4 separate regions of the Mus musculus genome follow, and all the other regions are linked to region 1. The links are chromatin contacts, called in public ChIA-PET, HiChIP or PLAC-seq and promoter capture Hi-C maps. All regions are on one chromosome and are shown on one strand. Each heading gives the region's core, a stretch centred on a gene start, on an enhancer-like site or on the middle of the called end of the contact. The rest is flanking DNA. Distances are from core to core; before and after follow the strand shown.

Region 1 (4,811 bases), core at 1,609-4,108:
AAGTTCCACTAAAAGTACCCCGAGAACAGACATTGTCCAGGGACCTATCAAAAGAACCATCATGCCTCCCTGCTACAATGAGCTGACACCTCCAAAAGGATACACGAAACAGGTGCATGGAAGCAAGATGGAAGTAGGAGTAGATGTGGGCCAGGGGAACCCAAGCATGCTATAAGCAAAGCTTAATGAGTGAGTCAGAAGACCAGAATGCAACAGAAACAAAACCAGGCAGATCGGGCCAGGGCACATGAATGGACTAGAGGCATTCATGTTACAGTCTGGCAAAGAACTAGTCTATTCTGAGGGGGACCTGAAACTCTGTGGGAAGCTGTGTTTAAGGGGAATGGGCTAATGAAATCTCAAGACAGCATCCATCTCATTCAGGCTGTGGCATAGTTATTGGCAGGTGCTCTTAGCAAGGTTTACAGTGAGAATCAAGGGCAAAGAGCAGCATGGAACAATCTGGAAACCCTGAAGCCACACCTGAAAAAGAGCTAAAAGCTGTGGACAGGCAGGGTGTGACTGTTGGAGATCAGCGATGTTAAAAAGAAGCCTCAGACAGTATTGATAAGATCCTCCAGGAGTTTCTTTCTTAATGGCCTTCCCCAGCTAAGTCCTTCTTCCACTGTGTGGGACCTAACTACTTGTGACTGACAGAAATCTTTTGAACACTATTGACTTAGCAGACTACTAGCTCCCATCAAAGCTTAGAATGTCATCAGATAACATCTTGGGCCTACAGAGAAGCCTGCCCCATCTTGTAACTGTCTGTCTGATGCAGCCACCAACATATTTTAAAACTGTCTTGATTTATGACTCTCTTTGTTCTGTATGACTACAAAAACTCCACGATCCATGCTGCAGTATAGAATCTGGGATAAACTAAATCTGTGTTTCTGGGCCATGGTCATTCAAAACAGCTCCAGAATAAAATATCCCTTATTCTCTTTAAAAACACAAAACCAAACCAAAACAAGACAAAAAGTCAAACACTTTACACTAGGTTAGGAGGAAAATGTCTTATAAAGATGCCTTTGACATCTAAGGAACTGGCCAAACCCCACCCATCACAGGCTTCAGACTTTCCTTCCCTCCAATGAGGAAGGAGAGGAATCAGAACGAAGTATTCAGGCATATGCGTATATAGTGAGACCTATTACTTTATATGGTGACTAAAAATTAATAATAACACAAAAGCAAGGCATAAGGAAAAAAAAGAAGTTTTCCTTTGAGAAGAGACAGCTCCAGAAAGCATCTTTCCTATGTCCAGCATCCAGGCACTCAGAAGCCACTGCAGGGTCGGACAGGGGGATGTGCAGAAAGCTTGGCTCCATCCTTATGATGCTGGTTTTGTAGGCGTGCAGAATTCAAGAGTTATAGAGCTATGGCAGTGTCTATCCTGATTTCAAAGGAAGGCCCGGGAGGCAGGGAAATGTATAACACGGTTGAATTACCTACAAAGAGCTCTGTTGGGGTGAAGCCTACGCTATAATGGAAACCCCACGGATGCTGAACATGCTGGGAATATGGAATGTCTGCTAATGAAAGCCTCAGGCAGTGGATGCAGCCAACACAAGAGAAAAACCACGAGGAAGGAAGGGCTACCCAAGACCACTGAAGCTCACATCATACCACCATACCTCCCCAGGATTGGACATGGTTGTGCCGGCTACAATCTTCACTCTTGAGTTCTGTTTTGTTTTTTGTTTTGGGGGTTTGTTTGTTTGTTTGTTTGTTTGTTTTTTGAGACAGGTTATAGCCCTGGCTATCCTGGAACTCACTTTGTAGACCAGGCTGGCCTTGAACTCAGAAATCTGCCTGCCTCTGCCTCCCGAGTGCTGGGATTAAAGACGTGCACCACCACGCCAGGCTGAGTTCTGGTCTTATTTCAGTACTATTCTCCCTTCTTATGCCCCCAGCTCTCTCATTAGTGCCACGGTATGTTAGAGGTATTTATTGCAGGGGTTCACAACTAAGGGATTGCCTTGAGTCTCAGTAGAGACTCTGGGCTTAGATTTCTGAACAATGTTGGAATTGCCAAGTCCATGGGAACTCATGGAGATAAATTGAATGCAGTCTTCTGGGGTCCAGGGGTAGAATGTTATGATTTAAAGTGACGTGTTCCGGTATCAAGTTGACAAGAGGCAGCCTGTGATGCTCAGTCTTAAGTGTTGACTTGAATGGATTAAGAGATGCCAAGATTAGTCAAGTACAAGCCTGGGTGTTCTCAGAGATAATTACATCATTAGGGATCCGACCCAATCAACAGGTTAATGCCTTGACAGATTCATAATATGATGGCATCATTAAAAGTCAGTGAAGGCAAAAGGCAGGGCTCTTGGAGGAAGAATATCACCGGGGGCGGGGGGGGGGGACCTCTCTGGCCTCTTCACACACCCGTTTCTTGGCCTCTTGCTGTCATGATGCCCACTGAGCCGCTCTACCACATCCTCCCTGCCACAACAGGCTGACGCGTGTGAAGCCACGAGCCAAAATAAATAATCCCTCCCCTTTAAAAAAAAAGCCAAAATGATTATGTTTTCCATTGTGTATATTTTGCCCTGCTCAGGTTTCACTTTAAAGGAAATATGAAAAGTTGTTTTTAAAGAACTGAATCTGTCGAAGTCACGCAAACACAGGGAACAGGATGGCATGTCATCTGGGGAGCCGTGGCAGAGGGCCTGAGGTCCGCTACCTTTTTGGGAAGAGTCGGTTGGAAACAAAGCAGGTGCCAGCTCTCAAATGATCCTAAGGGCTCTGCAAAGGAATGCGAGGCCCAGACTGGAAGCCCTCGGGGAGGCACAAAAGCCTTCCAAGCGAGGGAACAACGTGACCATATTTGGGCTGTCAGAGGATCTTAGGCCTGGGGCGGCTTCACAAAGCGGGACTTCAGGGAGGAGGAGACAGGGAGGAGACAGAACCTAAGGCCTTCCCGGCCTTCCCAAGGTTTCCTCTAGGTGGGAGTCACCAGAAGCCCACAGGACAAAAGGCTCGAAGGGGATCATGAAAGAAGGAAACAGACAGCCAAGAATGCAAACGTCAAGTTGGAAAGAAAGGTAGAGCAGAGCAGTCTGTGGTCCCAGGCTTGGTTTAAGATAAGATGAAGTGTGCAGCAAAAACAGAGGGCCAGCTACTGCTTTGAGCACCCAAGAGGACATGCACAATGCTATTATTTGGATGTGGTTTGTCCCCTAGTGGTTCAGGTCCTGGAAGCTTGGCTGGCTGCAGCATGGTGATTCTCCAAGTCATAAGACAGGGCTAAGGTCATTAGGGTAATCCCTCCAAGGAATGAGAGTAAGTGGTGTGTGCTACTTTATTAATCGTGATGATGTTTCTTAATTAGAAGTTATGATCTTAATTAATTCTCTTTTTTTTTGTATTTTTTATTATATGAGAATTTTGCTTGCATGTATGCGAATGCACCACATGTGTGCCTGGTGCCCAGGGAGGCCAGTGTGAACGTGGACAGAACCCAGAGATACCACCGGGTCCTGGGCTGGGGCCGGCTCACCTGAGATGACCTCCAGGAGCAGCATGAGCTTCAGGCCATCTCGGAAGTCCTCTTCGATGTTCTCGATCTGTGTCCCCGCTTTGCGCAGGTGGGAGTTGCACCAGGCTGTGAACGTCTAATACAAAGGGAAGACAGGCAGATGGTCAGTCTCCTCATGGGCCACCGTAGTCTCTGAGGCACGCACCCCAGGCCTCAGTGGCTTCCAGGGTCCTCGCCCCACACTTTCTTAACAGTTGTTCTACGAAAGGCCTTCAACAGGCTTGGGCCATCCTCAGCGTATAAGCCACGTGAAGGGACCAGGGAAGGTGGCCACCCACTCAGCAGAATCCATAGTCACTCTTAGTGTGGTTGTTCCATATGGTCACATTAACTTATCCTCTGCCCTTAGTATATATGTCTGCCCCATCGTCCTGCCAGGTCCAGGTGTTTACTCAGCATCTGCATCCAGGACGGCTCCAGGGCAGCTACTCACAGGTGCTCAGTCTACCCTGGCAGATACTTCAACGGGGCCTGCACTTTCCCAGCTGCAGATATTCTCATGGATCCTGAACAGCAGTGAAGCAGCCAGCACTCCAATTTTCTTAGGGTCCCCAAAGCCATTGTCACCCCCAGTCATCAGGAAGTAATCTAGAGAACAGGACAACCTCACTCCTGCCCCACCGTTACCCCCTCCTAGCTACTCATTTTTAATTAAATAAGAAAGGAGGAATGTTGGCTTACAGGAACTTCCGCTAGGCTCCTCCCAGGAACCTAGCAAGCTTATGTCATTGGCTTACATCATCAGCTTACATCATCACCTGCCGTCTTTACCTGCTGCTGCCAGGCATGGGTGAGAATGAAAAGACTGCTCACCAGCCCAGATGTTTTTCTTTTTCTGTTCCCAGCCAGTCTTCCTGTCTCTGTCCCCCCCCCCGCCCCCATCTGTTCTTTGTCCCCCATTATCTGCCCCATTGGCTCTGCTCCTGTCTGTCTGCCTCTACCCCTTCTCTTCCTTTCCTTCTCCCAAGCCTCCCTTATATTAGGTTTGTTGCATGTTGTGATTTCTCAGGAGGGCATCTTGGCATGGGCCCGCCAGGTGTCTCCCCACCCCCGCAGAGTTACATTTCAAATATTACACAGAATGTGTAGATCTTTAAAGTAAGTACAGTTACTCTGTTTCTACACAATCTCTCCCAACTGCCACCTGTCCATACTTCACTTTGGACCCGAGCCACCACACTGCACATTCTCTGGGGCCAGGGATGGGAGTGTCTTATTCCACGATCACCACCTCCCAACCCCTTGTTCTTTTGTTTTGTTT
Region 2 (4,705 bases), core at 2,051-4,550, 770 kb before region 1:
TTAAAGGACTACTTGCAGAGTTGGTACTTTATTCTGCTATATGGTTTCGGGTGATTGAGGTCATCTGGCCACAAGGACCTTTCCCCATTGAACTATCTTGAAGGCCCTCTTTCTAATATTTATCCATGTAAATACAATGCAGTTGAAATAATGCTAAATGAACTTTCTTTTCCTGCTAAGTTTTTCTAGCATTTTTGGATCTCAGTTCAAGTAATTGGAGTGTTCCATTAAGTATCTTACAAATATCATCTCCTGTCAGGGTGAGACGGGCATTACAAAGTCCTGAGCTTGTGTTTCACTCTGTAAGGGAGTCTTAAGTGCCAGAGAGAAAGCTAGACATTTTTACGAGTTTTTGAGGTTTAATATTAAAGGGGGAAAAGAAAAGAACCAGCCGGGCGGTGGTGGTGCATGCCTTTAATCCCAGCACTCGGGAGGCAGAGGCAGGCGGATTTCTGAGTTCGAGGCTAGCCTGGTCTACAAAGTGAGTTCCAGGACAGCCAGGGCTACACAGAGAAACCCTGTCTCAAAAACACCAAAAAAAAAAAAAAAAAAAAAAAAAAAAGAAAGAAAGAAAAGAACCATCTTCTTGAGGAATGGAATATTTTCAACTGAACCATTATGTAAAACCATTATGTAAAAAATGTGTTTAGCATGTCAGCACATTTTAATCAGTGTAAAGGCTGCTTTGAAAGTGATAGGGAAATATTTGTCTAGCGTTCAGCCCTCCAGTGCCTAGATACAAGCATACAAGGGAGGAAGTGAGTGTTATAATATTTAGATAGTAACGCTAATCACAGCATTCATTAGGTATTTAATAGAGGCTTGAGTTAGACCTACCTAGAACTTATAAGACAGAAGTCGGTTTGGATTCAGTCACCTGGACACGTGCTAGCTGTTAGACTTTGAGCTGGCCTTATGGGAGTGCGAGAGACACCAGGGTGGATAGAGGTTTCACTGGTCCAGCTGAGGTCTCCAGACCCTCTGCCTTCACATGGCGCTATGGCACGCACATGTATACATTTGCGTCATGGCCACACAGTAATAACGCATGTAATTTTATAAAGTGATAATCGGGTTAGTGTTTAGTCTCTGCTTGCCTTCTGCTGCTTCCAGCATGGTTTTGTTATTTGAAGTGAAAACTTGACTCATTCGGTTCCATTTAGATTTCAATTTTACACTTTAACTCCCATCTTCTGATAATCGTATGTGGGGGCGCATGTGTGTAAAACATCAAAGTGTCTGTGCAAAGAAATGTACCCAGAGAAGGGCCAGCTCCCTTCTTTGCTGTTTCATCCCTGTAACTTCAGTTTCGCTTTTACCCTTCCTGTGCTTGTTTCTCCTCATGGTGTCTAGATTTATGTGAGCATATCCTTGATTTTTGTCTTCGTCTTTACACAGAGTGTTAGTCTGAGATTTTACTTGATAATGTATCTTTAAATTATTTCCTATAAATCCATGGGAGGTTTCTTTTTTCCAATTCTTCTTTATAAAATAATAGTGCTCCACTGTGCAGGACACCATGGAAAGGTGACACTCCCACACCGAGCACCAATCTTGAGCTTATCCCCACCCCCAAATACATTACAAGAAATTAGGAGAATTGGTCGGGTCTCAGTGAGAACAGTAAATTATTAAAATTCCTCTAAACTCAACAAGTTAGGAAAGAACAGATGTTCCTGTCAAGTGAGAAGAGCTGTTCTGCATATGGAGGCACCGGCTTAAGTGATCTGTAATATCGTCTTCATACTTAATGTTAAAAACACAATTGGTGATTCAGATCTGTAACCCCAGCTTGGAGAGGCTGAGATAGGAGCACCACAAGTTCAGAGCTTTCCTGGGCTACTCTGAGTTCAAGACTCCTTAGTACAGTCTTGTCTCAACATAAAAATAAGTTGGGGAAGGGAGGGTTGGGGGGTTGCAGCTGAGATGTAGCTTGGTGGTAGAGCCCTAGGTTCAATCCCAGTTTAAAAAAACAAAACAAAACAAAACAAAACAAAATCAAACTCTTGTCAAATATCCAGTACAGTAAATATGAATACATAAACATTTTATCCTCTTTTAAGGACAATTTTGCCTTTAAGGTTAAAGAATTTTTCCCAAAATGTAAATAGTAAACAATTTAAACTAATGCTATTTATCTGCAGATCAGCAAGAATTATCAGGTTTCTCCAACACTCATTCTTTTGTAAATAAACAAGTAAATACTCTCTCATCCCCAGAATCATTTAATCAAGAGAAGACATGTAATACAGCCAAAAATCAGTAAGCTACACTAGATATAGGAATCTTTAAAAATGAAGGATTTGATTTTTGGCCCTCGTTTGAGTGATCTCACATGTTAAATAAACAGGATGTCAGTACTCAGGAGCCTTAACGTTTCTGGTCAGGTGTTTCTGGGGTTGTGTCTTTGCTGAGTTGTGAGGTGAAGTATTGTGGTCATCCACGACTTAAAAACCCTGCAGATAGAGGGTCATGGCGTCATGTTGTTGCTCAATGCTGGCACTGGCTCTGAAGTCTCGAAACGCCGAGAGATCTTGGAAGCTACACACCATCACTCTGACCAGACCCTGGTGATCCTGTAGATCAGCTTTGACTTGTGTGGAAGAGGACTGCATATGAGCTGGAGACTACCTTCAATGACTTACAAAAGTGCCTTTAAAATATTACCCAAGTGGCTTCCAGGGTTGTCGTTTCTTTCAATTAACAAAGCCTTTTCTTATTTTCCTTTCAGCTCAGTACTAAATCCCAGTGTTTGCTGAGGAAATATTGATTAATTTGAGTGGGGCAGGCTCAAAACCACGAACACTGAATGGCCCTAGATCTGGGTGGGAACTGTTTAAACTTATTTTACAGCACAAGAGATAAGATGACTCTTTAAAAGACAGCAGAGGAAGAAAGAGGAGGGCTTTCAAGAGAAGATGTAAGCCATCATTGGTGACCTTTGACTCTTCCAACATAATCAGCAGACCTGCCTTTCTGAGTTCTAGAGTGTGTTTATGGAAACTTCAGTAAACATGCTTTCAATGCCATTCGCTGACGTTTAAACATACGCTTGCAGCTTTAATGAAGTTTAAAGTTGTGTATAACTTCCTGAAAAGTTTTACAAATTAGTTTGGATATAGGAGATGGGACTTGAAATCAAAATCATGCTATAAAAGTTGGGCAGCCTTAAATTTTTCATCCAACACATAAAACATGTCAAACACGTTTAAAACCACTTGAGAAGGAAGTCTGAATATACTGTCCGTGTAATCTCGAGGGCCTTTCAGAGTCTCTCAGATGTGCTCTGCGTTCTTTTCTCATTGAGTAGAGTCACTGGTGGTTGCTGTATTCATTGTTCTAAAATCAGTAAATGATGCAAAGAAAACCCACTATCTTTTCAACTTAAAAATAGTATTTCCTTTTAGATTTTTGTCAACCAAATCACTTTCAGTTTTCTTTTTCTTTCTTCCCCCACCCCGCTTTGAGACAGAGTCTTGTCTCTCGTGTAGCTCAGCAGACCTCAGACTTGTAACCCTCCTAACCTACACCTCAGGGGCTGGGATTCTACTCACCGTCCCTGGCTCTCATAGGGAAACGTGTGTATGAAAACCAGTGGGACTAAACAAGAGGTGTATGTGTCTTTTAAGACATTGCTGTGTAGCCCACACTAATCTTAAACTTGTAATCCTCCTGCCTCGGCCTCCTGAATACTGAGATTTAGAGGCATGAACTATTATGTTTGGGTTTCAGCAAAAACTTTATGCCTATGTTGTTATGTGGCCTTCAGTTTTACTCACAGTATGCTGAAGGGAGGGTGTTTGCCTCTCAGTGAGATCATTGGAGCAGGTCAGGATTTTTTTTTTTAAACTTAAGTGTGATAAAAAGTACATGACTTGTATTGATCTGTTTTCTTTTATAATAACAGAATATCAGAGGCTTGGTACTAAGTTTAAAAAAAAAACGAAGTTTACTTAGCTAACAGTTTTGAGATTGGCAGCTGAGATCAGATGGCCTGCTGATTTGACTCTGGTGAGCATGTCTCTGGCTGTGTCAAGGTGTGACTAGTTGCCTTAATGGCGGGAATTGTGTAAAAGAGAGAGCTCGTGTGACGACAGGAATTTGGAAAGCATGGAAGGGCCAAGAATGCTGCTTTATAACACTTTCCCAAGAGAACTCATCAAGGTTTCATGATTTTGTTTTGTTTTGTTTTTAATTTGGAGTGCTGGGATGGAACATTACAATTCAGGCCTCAGGCTGCAGTCCACTGACCTCTGAAGAATGTGTGTCTCATAACCATCCCCGTGGTCAATTATAAAACATCTCCATCTTGTCAGAGAATGTCCTTGTGCCTCTGTGATGCAGTCCCCACCCTGTCCCCAGACAACAATAGGATCCTTCTTGATCACAGGAGGATAGTTTTGTAAGTTTTAGAATCCCAAGTGAATGGACTCAATGGTATATATCCTTTTGTGTCTGGCTTCTGCTCTGTTCGGGGATAATTTGTGGCATGTCTGAGTTGTTTGTTCATCTTTTTAAAAAGATCCCTGCATAGTACACTCTGTACAAACAGGCTGTCATTTATTGCCTTATGTACTAACAGACATTCTGCTCATCTTTATTTTGGAATTACAGATAAAGGGTTCTTAATTTGTGAGTGTCTTTCATAAATGCAAGCTTTAATTGCTTCAGTGAATACTTGGAAGTATGTTGCTGGGTCTATGGT
Region 3 (5,042 bases), core at 1,367-3,866, 1.0 Mb before region 1:
CTACCAGAGCTGGGCTGTGACTCAGTGTTAGAGAATGCAGTTAGCATGTATGAGGCTCTGTGTTCACTCTGTAGCATCAGACCCAACATCTCACACCAGGATTCTCCCATATGCCCAACAACCTGAAGGACAGCATTTCCCACTTGGGGAGGTGATTGTACCCCACAGTGAGCAGTTGACAATGTCTCGAGACATTTTTGATTGTCACAGGAGTAGTGCTTAGGCACTTTACTGAATAGAACCCAGACATCCTGCTAAACACTCTGCAGTATACAGAACAGTCCTTTACCATTTTATAATCCCCAAATGACAACTGCTACAGGTTACAGGTATGCTATAGGAGGAAGTCAATCACAGTTTGCCCTCAAAGCAAACAATTTTTTTATTTTAGAAAGTTGATGAGATATTTTACCCTTTAAGATCAAGAAGAGAGGCTGGAAAGATGGCTCAGTGGTGGTTAAGAGCACTGCTATTACAGGAGACCCTGATTTAACTCCCAGCACCCACACTGGGTGGCTCACCACTGTAAATAACTCCTGTACCAGAGAGATCCAAAGGCATCTGCGGACACCTGCATTCGTGGGTATATCTTCTCTATACATAATTTAAAATAAAATTTAAAAAGATGAAAAGAAAAAAGAGAAACAAAGACTTACTATTGAATAAACAAGATACAAGCAGGTCTGATGGCATAACATACCTTTAATCCTACACTTGGGAGGTAGAGGCAGGCTGAGTTCTATGAATATGACATCAGCCTGGTCTAGTACCAGACTAACCAGGGCTATATGGTAAGACCCTGACTCAAACCTTTCCCCTACCCAACACAAACAAACAAAAACCCACTACTGCCACCACCACCACCAAAAACAAAAAAACATTCTTTCATTCTGGGACAGTTTTGAGTGTGGCAGCAAACGGCTCCTGACTAGAAATGGACACATTATTGTACAAAAGATCTTTTGGGGAAACCACTGGGGGCCATGCTAGGCTCCTACTTTTCTCATCTGGATGCCAGGATATGTCATTGGAAGATGAAAAGAGGGGGAAGCGGAGGAGTGGAAGAAGAGGAAGAGGCATTTACAGTTTTCACACTTGCTCTTATTCTGTAGGCTCTGTTCTTACAGAATGTTCTAGACCATGGTGACATCGGCCACAGCTGTGTGACTCCACTTGACAAACCACCACCAAAGGTCAAATCAGAGAGTAGCCCCTCATCTCTGTTTTACAAAGCTGCTGTCCCACTGCTGTGTCCTCCCCTGAGTCCACCTGACCTGAGAATCATCTGAGGTGAGTGGCCCGAGTGGCCATGTGGAGACTTGCAACTGATAATCACTCCCATTGGATAATCAAGTAAACTGAGGCAGCAGAAAGACTCAATAACTTGCCCAGGACCTTGAAGCTTGAAGGATGCTGAGCTGGGATTTGAGTCAGGAATTTGAGTCTAGCTCGAGAATACTTAAACACTCTACTCTTGCTTGACATGTCGTTGGGTGTGTCAACTTCACTGAAGTGTAATGTAAAGAACACACACAAAATGCCCAAATCAAAAGCGCCCAACTCAGTGATTGTTCACAGTAAGCACACCTGTGTACTAGCACGAAGATCAAAGACCAGCACATTGCCAGCCCCACAGGACCTTCAGCCACTCCCTATTTCTTCCATTTATTTATTTTTAACTTTTACTTATTTAATTGGTTATATATACATGAGAGTGCAGGAATGCACAGGCTTCAGCATGTGTGGAGGTCACAGTGTCACTTGGAGAGTTGGCTGTGGGACCTGGGAACCAAACTCAGGTCACTGTGCCTGTTTGCTATTGCTGATACCTGCTGAGCCACTTTCCCTGCCCTGTTAATTTACTTTGGGGTTTGTAGGGACATGCATATGGAGATTAGAGAACAAGTTTTCAAAAGTCAGGTCACTCCTTTTACTTTGTCTTCGAAGCAAGGTTTGTGCGTACCTACCTCTTGATCCTGCAGTTCCACTTCCTCGAGGCTACCTGGCCTTTGAGCTCCAGTTTCCATTTTGAAGTAGGACTACTGTGGTTACAGACGGCAGCCACTCTTCTGGCCTGAGCTGCCACATCTGACTTCTACATGGATCCTGGGGATTGGACACATACCAACAAGCTCACATGGAAAGTGCTTTGACCTACTTAGCCATCCTTCTTACTATCTCTCTTCCATTTTTAATCACACATATTTCAAGCATCATTAGGACTTGGAGGATTTTTTTTTTGTTTGTTCGCATGCTTGCTTTTTTCTTTGTTTTGTTTTTTTTGGTTTGGTTTTGTTTTGACACAGTTTATTATGTTGTTTAGGCCAGTCTTGAACTACAGACTCAAGTGATCATCTGCTTCAGCCTGCCAAATACGTTGATTATAAGACGTTGTCACTATGCCTGGCTTTTTTGAAGCCTGCTGATAATGTGTAACATATTCTATCTTGAAAATAGCGTGTTGAGGAGGAACTCCAGTATTGCCAAATTCTCACTGCCAATATAAGGTGAAGCCCTAATCTTTCCTTAAGCCCCACCCCTCTAGGACTACAACTCCCAGGAGGCTGTGCTCTGGCGGCTCTCGGATTTAAGTAAGATTCTGGGCATTGCTTAAGCCAGCCAGTTGCTGAGTGTCCCAGAGTGAGAGGAACCAAGAACCAACAGAAGCTGCCAGGAATTGGAGCCAGAGAAGGATCCTCGGGCTAGGTTGAGGGTGGGAAGCAGCAACTAAGAAAGTTGACAAGATGCTGTTTATCTTGGTACTGCTTACGTCCTTCCTCTCCATCTTGTATCTGACAGCTCCATCCATCAGGTTTGTTTTAATCCAGCAACTCAAAGATACTTTACGAAGATGGTTTTGACTTCTAAAAGAAGAAGGAGGGAAGGTGGCGGAGGCGAGATTAGTACATTAAAAACAGGAAAGGAGGGGTTCTGGATGCCTCTGCAGAAAACGAGAAGGAAGCACCTGGGTGGGAGGAGGTGGGGCTGATTTGAATTCGGATGCCGAGGAAGGAGGAAGGCGGAGTAGATGAGTCCTGTGGCACTTTCCTCTGATTCCTTTAGGTTTCTCTGACACTTTCCTTTTCTTTTCTGTCCCTAGATGAGGTGAGTGTCATGGGGACTTCATCGTTAAGGGACTCCTTGTCAAGTCTTAGGCACTCTGGAAAGGAAGCAAACTCTCTTCCCTTGATACTTCTCTCAAGAAGTGTTTTGGAAATGATTCACTGGGGATTTGTGGAGGTGCCAAGAAATGGCTATTCTATGTGGGGGCTTTAAATTTTGTTGATGATTAGAAAGGTTAGGAGCCAGGTGTGGTTGTACGTGCCTTTAATCCGAGCACTCAGGAAGCAGAAGCAGAAAGAACTCTGAATTAGAGGACAGACTGATCTACAGAGCGAGTTCCAGGGCAGCCAGGGCTATACAGAGAGACCCTGTCTTGAACCTTTGCCCCCTGACCTGACCCCACCCCCACCCCAAAGGAAGGTTAGATAGGCATACTGAGGACAGAGTGTCAAAGTGTCATACTTGGTCCCGGCCACCCTTAGAAATGACTTAAACATCTTTGGGCTTCAGAGGTTTTTTTTGTTTGCTTGTGTGTGTTTGTTTTTGTAATATAGAAGTAATACTGAAATGGCAGGGGAAATTAATATAAATGGCATATGGAAAGATAATATGTATGGAAAATGTGGAAAGATAGTGAGTGCAGAAACTATTTAGCATGGAGGTAGACTGGGTGCAGAAAGTGTTTAAACCTAGACAGAAAATGTATAGAAAATCAAGCCTGGGATAGACCTCATGAGTGTAGAAAAGTGTCTAGCCTAGTCTAAATATTGGGTGTAGAAAGTCTAGCCTAGGCTAGACAGTGCATGTAGAAAATATCAAGAAAAGACAGTGTATAGAAAGTGTCTAGCTCAGTGTCTGCCATCCAGTGATGTTCAGGAAGTATTCTAGACTCTCTGGTCTTGTTTTCAACAAGAAAGCTTTCTCTGTGTGCCAATGGCCTAAATAAAATCCATAATAAAGTGCCAGAAAGTCACTCAGGATGCTCTCTCTCTAAACAAAAAAGACAACTGAGAGGGAAGTAGTTAATGTGTCAACCCAGATGCTATCTGCTAGTTCCTATAGTAACTATTGGAGCCATAGGGCTCAGGACCATTGAGTCCTCTAATGTGTATCACCCATGTGATTCCAATGTGGGTCAGAGGAGGAAGCTGACCCGTGGAAGTCTAGAGATTAGACTGATAGCGTTTTTATCTGACAAGGAATGTCTCCATTGGCCCTGGCTCAGGAGCATTTTCTCTGCTTGCTCAGGTGACTATTTTTAGCTTCTGGACACATGACCTTTCAATTCTTGTCTATGAGCTGGCCACTACCTTGCCCAACCAAAAAGTGGTCCATGCAAATTAATTTCTAACGATGATAAAGTCTTATTTATAACTCCAAGTTAAAGGCCTCCCTCTTTGGGTTTATGTGGCCTTTTTCTTTAATGCATCTCAGCGTGACTTTGGGGAAATGGTGGATGATTTTCCTTCCTTTGGCGACAGGAAGTTCTTTGCTGGTGGAGTTTGTACAACAAATGTCCAGATCCCAGGGAAGGTAGTGGTCATCACAGGTGCCAACACAGGCATTGGCAAGGAGACAGCCAGAGAGCTTGCTCGAAGAGGTGAGTCCTTTCCTTCGGTCTCTGCGGGGCCACACTTTCTGCTCTCTTCACTCAGGTTCTGCCTGGATTTCCTTCTTTCTTCCTGGCCTTGAAGGCTCTGAAGGGAATTCAGGGAAACTGGAATCCAAGCCCAATCCAAGTCCAACTAATTTATTCTGACTTTCAGCATAGTTCCTTTCCCTCCTGCATCTTTCCAATTTCAGAAAGTAAGGAGAATAATGTCTCAGTGTAATATTAGTTAAGTCAGTTATTGTAAGGTAGCTACTAAGCAGAATTAAATAGAGGGTTCTTGGCCCCACTGGGAGAATTTGGAAGTGGCAATATGGCCACTTCACTGCTGTAGGGACAGCTTTGAGTATGCTCTACCTATCAGCCCTAG
Region 4 (4,993 bases), core at 1,875-4,374, 870 kb before region 1:
TTCCTGTAACACGGGACTGGGCTGCTTTGTGGTTTTGGAAGTAGCAGTTCTTTGTTCAGCAGCGTTCTTCTCACTTTCTGCTTCCAGGCTCTGGGAACCACATTTTGAAGGTTAAGCATTTCATATCAACATCTTGATACAGTAGAAGTGATCAAGAATTGCAGGGATCAAAAGATAAGTTTTTCTGTAGCTGATGTGTTATACCTGGCTGCATGACCCTGCTTTAGTCAGCTCTCTTTTCTGGTACTTGGTGTCCTGTACTGTAGGAAGGGACTAAATTTCTCTATCACAATGCTTAATGCTATTATTAATAATATCAGTAGAGACATCATAATTTAATATATAATTTAATATATTTAATTTTTCAGTTTAGGAATTATATTCATATATAATTTTATAAGAAGATATGTTTACATATTATTGTTTTAAATGAGTAAAAATATTATGTGCATGTGAGTGTTCCGCCATAGGTTTATGTGCATCATGGGTCTGCAGGCTGCTGTGGAGGCCAGAAGAGGGTGTTGAGACTGAAAGTTAGAGGTGGTTGTGAGCTACCTGATGTGGATGCTGGGAACCAAGCCTGGTCCTTTGTAAAAGCAGTCCATTCTTTTAACCACTGAGCCATCTCTCTAGATTCTAAGTTTTAGATTCTGAAACACCATAGCATTAATTGGTAGTTTTATTACTGTTTAAATTTGAATTAGTGGTTATGTTATGGTTTGGATATGATTGTACCACTAGGCTTCATGAGGTGGCAGCTTGGTCCCCGTTTAGTGTCGTTACAATGGTAGGAATTTGTAAGAGGTAGGTCTAAGGGAGATCCTGAGATCGGTGGGAGTGTGTCCTTTGAAGTGATCATCTGAAGAGTGAGTTGTAAGAGTAAGACGAGCCTCTGCCTTGTTCTCTGACATCTTGGCCGGCCGTGTGATCTCTGCCTCTCACATACACCTGCACTGTGGTAACATCTGCTGTAAAGCTTCACCAAGGCTCAGCGCTGAGCAGCTGCTGATATGATGCCCTTGCATGTCTAGTTCTGTGAGCCAACAACATCTTCTTTCTTCTCTTCCTTTCTTTGCTTCTTTCTGTGGAGGTCAGAAGAGGGTGCTAGACCATCTTTAGGTCACAGGGAATATGAGCTGCCCCAGTCCCGGGACCTGAACTCGGGTCTCCTGGAAGAACAAGTGCTCTCACCTCTGAGCCTTCTCCCCCACTCTTTTTCATTCTGTTTTTGAGGCAGGTTTCACTGTGTAGCCCTGGCTGGCCTAGAACTCACTATGTAGGCTAAGCTGTCTTCAGGTTTGTGGCAGTCTTCCTGCCCCTGGATCCTGATGTCTGGAATTAGAGTCATGAGCCATCATTCTTGGAACTATTTATTTTCTTTAAAAAGATACCTTGCCTCAGATTTTTTTTTTTTAAGATGGCAATAGACTAGTATGGGCTGGTTTTAGCTTTAGTTACTTGAATGATGGATTAGACTTTCCTAAACTTAGAGAATGTACTTAATGAATTTTATTCAGTTTTGAAGTGTTTTATGACTAGTATTAATATTTCTAAAAAACAACTTGTAAGTAATAGTTATGAATGATTTCTAGTGTCATATTTGAAGGCTGTAATAGGCTTTCTTTCTGTGAAGACTGAGTAAGGTTGCCATCTAGTAATAACTCAGTGTGGTTATTTAAAAATAAATATTTAACATTTATGTTTATAGAGTACTCTGCGATTTTTAATTAGCCCGAACCGGTGTTTATCTCTGCAAATGTCTGGCAAGTGCCTTGTGCAGCATCTGTTCTGTGCTCCTTGTTAACGGACTCGTGACTTGTTCTTCTTTGTCCTTTGTCTTTTGTGCACTTTCCAGCTTGTGTCAGGGAAGCTTATCCCATGTTCACGTTGAGCTGATTTGTCCAAAGATCACCTTGCTGCTCTTACCGACCAACAGTTCACTCAGGAGCTGATGATCTAATTCCAGGGTGCGAGAAATTTTTTAAAGCTTCTGGTAATTTTTCTCGTTCTTGACTGAAATCTGATGAACACTACTTTCTTTCCTAGAACATGTCTAAGGGTATGTGACCACTAAATCCTTGCTGACCTTAGTGAAAAGTCTTATTTCTGGTTTTGCATATACATTTTTAAAAGAAAATTTAAAAGAATTATCTATCTATCTATCTATCTATCTATCTATCTATCATCTATCTGTGTGTGTGTGTGTGTGTGTGTGTATGCTGGTGCCTCTAGGGGCCTGTAGGGGACATTGTATTGGGATTTCAGGCATTTGTGAACTGCCTGATGTGGGTGCTGGAATCTGAACTCCGGCCCTCTCATAACGGAGTAAGTGCTCTTAACCTCTGAGCCATGTGTCCAGCCCCTATATTTACATTGATCTGTGTATTTTCTTGTGGTTCAGTTCTTGGGATTGACATTGTGGTCTATAGACTGGCAGAAGCATCCCCTTTGCCTGTTGGAATTTCAGGCCCTCCCTTTGTCCTACTAAATCAGAGTCTTTGGATGCATAAAAGCTTCAGAGGTGGTGTTCAAGTCCCCTCAGCTCGGGCTTTATTTACTTGCGGCTGGAAACATCCTGTTCTAGTTTCATTTCTGTTGCTGTGATAAAATATTGTGACCAAAAGATACACAGGGGAGCAGAGTGCTTGCTTGGCTTATATTCTGGGTTATAAGCACCACTGGAGGGAAGCCAAGGCGAGGAACTCAAACTGCTAGTCACAGCACATCAGGGAGAGTGCACACATCCTTACTGCTGCCGGCCTGCCTGTGCTCAGCTAGCTTTCTCTCTGTAATACAGTTCAAGCCCAGCCTGGGAAATGGTGCTGCCCACATCAGGCTGGGTCCTCTTGTATCGGTGAACAATCCAGGCGTCCACCCCAGACATGTCGCTAGCCAACCTGATTTACACAGTTCCTCAGTTGAGGCTCTTAGATGACTCTAGGTTGTGGAAAGTTGATGGTTAAAAACGAGCTGGCCCCAGTGGCACAAGCCTTTAATTTCTGCTTTGGAGGCAGAGATGAGCAGATCTCTGTGAGTTCAAGGCTGTCCGGTGGTCTACATAGCAAGTTCCAGGATAGCTAGGGCTACATAGAGAGACTCTATCTCCAAAAAGAAAAGAAAGAAAAAACACCTAGCCATCACAATCCTCTAACAATCTAGACCGCCTTCCTCTGAGGGGGTGCTGCCCTTCCCATGCATGCCGTAAAGAAGCAGGGAGGCACTATTTCTTCTGCCATAGAAACATCATTTATTGAATCATTATATAAACATACTTTTATTGTACTCTGAATTACCGTTGGCTTTAAATTTGTTAATCGTTATTTTCGGTTGAAACATAAAACTAGAGTCTTTACAACTGTGGTCAAAAGGACTTTAATGTTGTTTTTGGCAGGTCAGGCTATGAGCATAGCCCCACTGGTTACAAGACAGCTTAGAGAGTCACATTTTACCTCCCTAAGGATTGCTCCTATCCGTGTCTCCCAGCTCTGCTCCTCCTTCAGGTAGACAGGGTTCTGAACTGCACTTCTCTTGTAGAATCATGACTCTCTAGGGACCAACTCTGGTGACTAGAAAAGCTGCTGACTTGGGCATCTCTGTTACAGACTTTCAGCCCCCTGCTGTGTCTTTGTCCACTAACAGCAGGGGCAAATTAAGTCTACCTGCAGTCTAGGAATGGTAGCTAGCTTTTCTTCTTTTCTTTACTACGTAAATGCCATAGTTCAAAAGCAAACTGTGTTTAAAAGTTTTCTTGCTTGTGTATCCACTTGGAGATCTTGACAGTGCTAGGTAGGCTGATGCAAGTATCGAGTTCACAGAGTAGACTGTTAGGTTGTAATTAATAGATGGCAAACCGTGTCTGTGTTGTTTTGCAGTGAGAATTCACTCAAGTGTAAGCTTTAAAGGCAATACTTGTAAAGAACGGGAGACTCTGCCGATTGATTTTTATTCTTGTAATTTGCTAGTTTTCCTGTGTGCTAGACTTTTCCATGGAGGCTGTGAAAATGAAGCTCTCCTGCCCACGTTAGACGAGATAAAATTGAGACTGGGAAGATGAAGTAACACAGAACACCCTACTCAGGAACCTGGAACTATGTGTCCCCAGCTGGCTCAGCTCCCCCAGGGTCTGCGAGGCAGGTGGGCATTCTTACGTTTCTGAGGGCACCTTTGTTGTTGTGTGAGTTGTGTATTATATAATACTGCTTTAATATGGAAACAAATAGCTAGCAAGCAATCTGGTTGTTTAGACTTTGATGTCTAGAGACATTTCTCCCCCTGCCTCTTAAGAAACAAGTGAAAAACTGTCATTGCTACTAATAACATTTAAATATTGAAACAAAAGTGATCATTTGGAAAACTCACACTGAAAAACATTTCTGATGAGACTGGTAATAATTGACCTGTGAACATTAGGAAGCTCTGCATGGCTAATCTTTCACATGATTGGTGTGTGAACTGTAAAACATATTGGTAAAGATCTTTTTTTTTGGAATACAAAGTAGAATAGAAGATTTTAAAATAGTAGAACAAAAGAAATTCATTTCTCTGCCGAGTTTGTATGGTAACTTCTTTTTAAAATTTAGCGCTTCTTATGGGTTGGTATATTTTCAAGTGAACATTTCTCCAGTTATATGAAAAAAACCACTAAAACACATTTTCCAATTGTAGACAGTCATATTATCTTCAGAGACATTAGCCAAAGCAAGACCACGTGACAGGCTGCAGACATAAACATGGAAGCATAGTTAGTTGTTGTCTGCTATGGTTTGCAGACATTTCTATTAAAAATGTATTTTGTGGCCTGAAGAAATGGCTCAGTAGTTAAGAGTGTGGGCTGCTCTTCTAGCGAAACTGAGTTTAGTTCCTAGCACCTACATCACGTGGCATATAATCACCTGTAACTCCGGCTGCAGGGATCTGATACCGTCTGTCCTCCAAGGCACCTGCATGTCCATGTTTGTACACAGACACAGATAAACACACATACACAACAATA

Evidence for each region. Promoter capture Hi-C pulls out the DNA fragments that hold promoters and counts their contacts. ChIA-PET counts read pairs in DNA pulled down with a chosen protein or histone mark. HiChIP or PLAC-seq counts read pairs in DNA pulled down with a chosen protein or histone mark.
Region 2: an RNA polymerase II ChIA-PET map of memory CD8 T cells shows a contact between it and region 1, with 9 read pairs. The contact joins two enhancer-like sites. A contact is called at or near these places in 3 of 115 datasets of contacts at active chromatin or transcription factors (embryonic stem cells, memory CD8 T cells and pancreatic cancer cells).
Region 3: a contact with region 1 is called in a promoter capture Hi-C map of liver, with 2.7 times the contacts expected there. The contact joins the promoter of Rdh12 here to the enhancer-like site in region 1. A contact is called at or near these places in 10 of 39 promoter capture datasets (the 3T3-L1 cell line, 3T3-L1-derived adipocytes, the C10 cell line and 6 more), 1 of 484 Hi-C or Micro-C datasets (B cells) and 1 of 115 datasets of contacts at active chromatin or transcription factors (large pre-B cells).
Region 4: a contact with region 1 is called in an H3K27ac HiChIP or PLAC-seq map of differentiating embryonic stem cells, with 9 times the contacts expected there. The contact joins two enhancer-like sites. A contact is called at or near these places in 1 of 39 promoter capture datasets (the C10 cell line), 1 of 15 datasets of contacts at CTCF or cohesin (large pre-B cells), 7 of 484 Hi-C or Micro-C datasets (B cells, bone marrow-derived macrophages, liver and 2 more), 4 of 115 datasets of contacts at active chromatin or transcription factors (differentiating embryonic stem cells, embryonic stem cells, extraembryonic endoderm stem cells and 1 more) and 1 of 9 other capture datasets (embryonic stem cells).

What each region holds. Positions count from the first base shown.
Region 1 is chr12:80,205,848-80,210,658 of GRCm38.p6, forward strand. Actn1 (actinin, alpha 1) reads right to left here. Exons shown (of 21, transcript NM_134156.3): 2 at 3,512-3,626. Among named protein-coding and RNA genes, the nearest start is that of Actn1, 52 kb to the right of the region's middle. Within about 2 kb of position 2,859, at least 74 of the 459 cell types and tissues checked have an H3K27ac peak or open chromatin away from gene starts, as enhancers often do. A contact at or near this core is called in differentiating embryonic stem cells and memory CD8 T cells, where this site is marked.
Region 2 is chr12:79,438,906-79,443,610 of GRCm38.p6, forward strand. The region is part of intron 7 of Rad51b (RAD51 paralog B); the gene reads left to right. Among named protein-coding and RNA genes, the nearest start is that of Rad51b, 140 kb to the left of the region's middle. Within about 2 kb of position 3,301, at least 57 of the 459 cell types and tissues checked have an H3K27ac peak or open chromatin away from gene starts, as enhancers often do. A contact at or near this core is called in memory CD8 T cells, where this site is marked.
Region 3 is chr12:79,206,297-79,211,338 of GRCm38.p6, forward strand. Rdh12 (retinol dehydrogenase 12) reads left to right here and starts at 2,617. Exons shown (of 7, transcript NM_030017.4): 1 at 2,617-2,812; 2 at 4,545-4,663. The coding sequence starts at 2,745.
Region 4 is chr12:79,338,032-79,343,024 of GRCm38.p6, forward strand. The region is part of intron 7 of Rad51b (RAD51 paralog B); the gene reads left to right. Among named protein-coding and RNA genes, the nearest start is that of Rad51b, 43 kb to the left of the region's middle. Within about 2 kb of position 3,125, at least 18 of the 459 cell types and tissues checked have an H3K27ac peak or open chromatin away from gene starts, as enhancers often do. A contact at or near this core is called in differentiating embryonic stem cells, where this site is marked.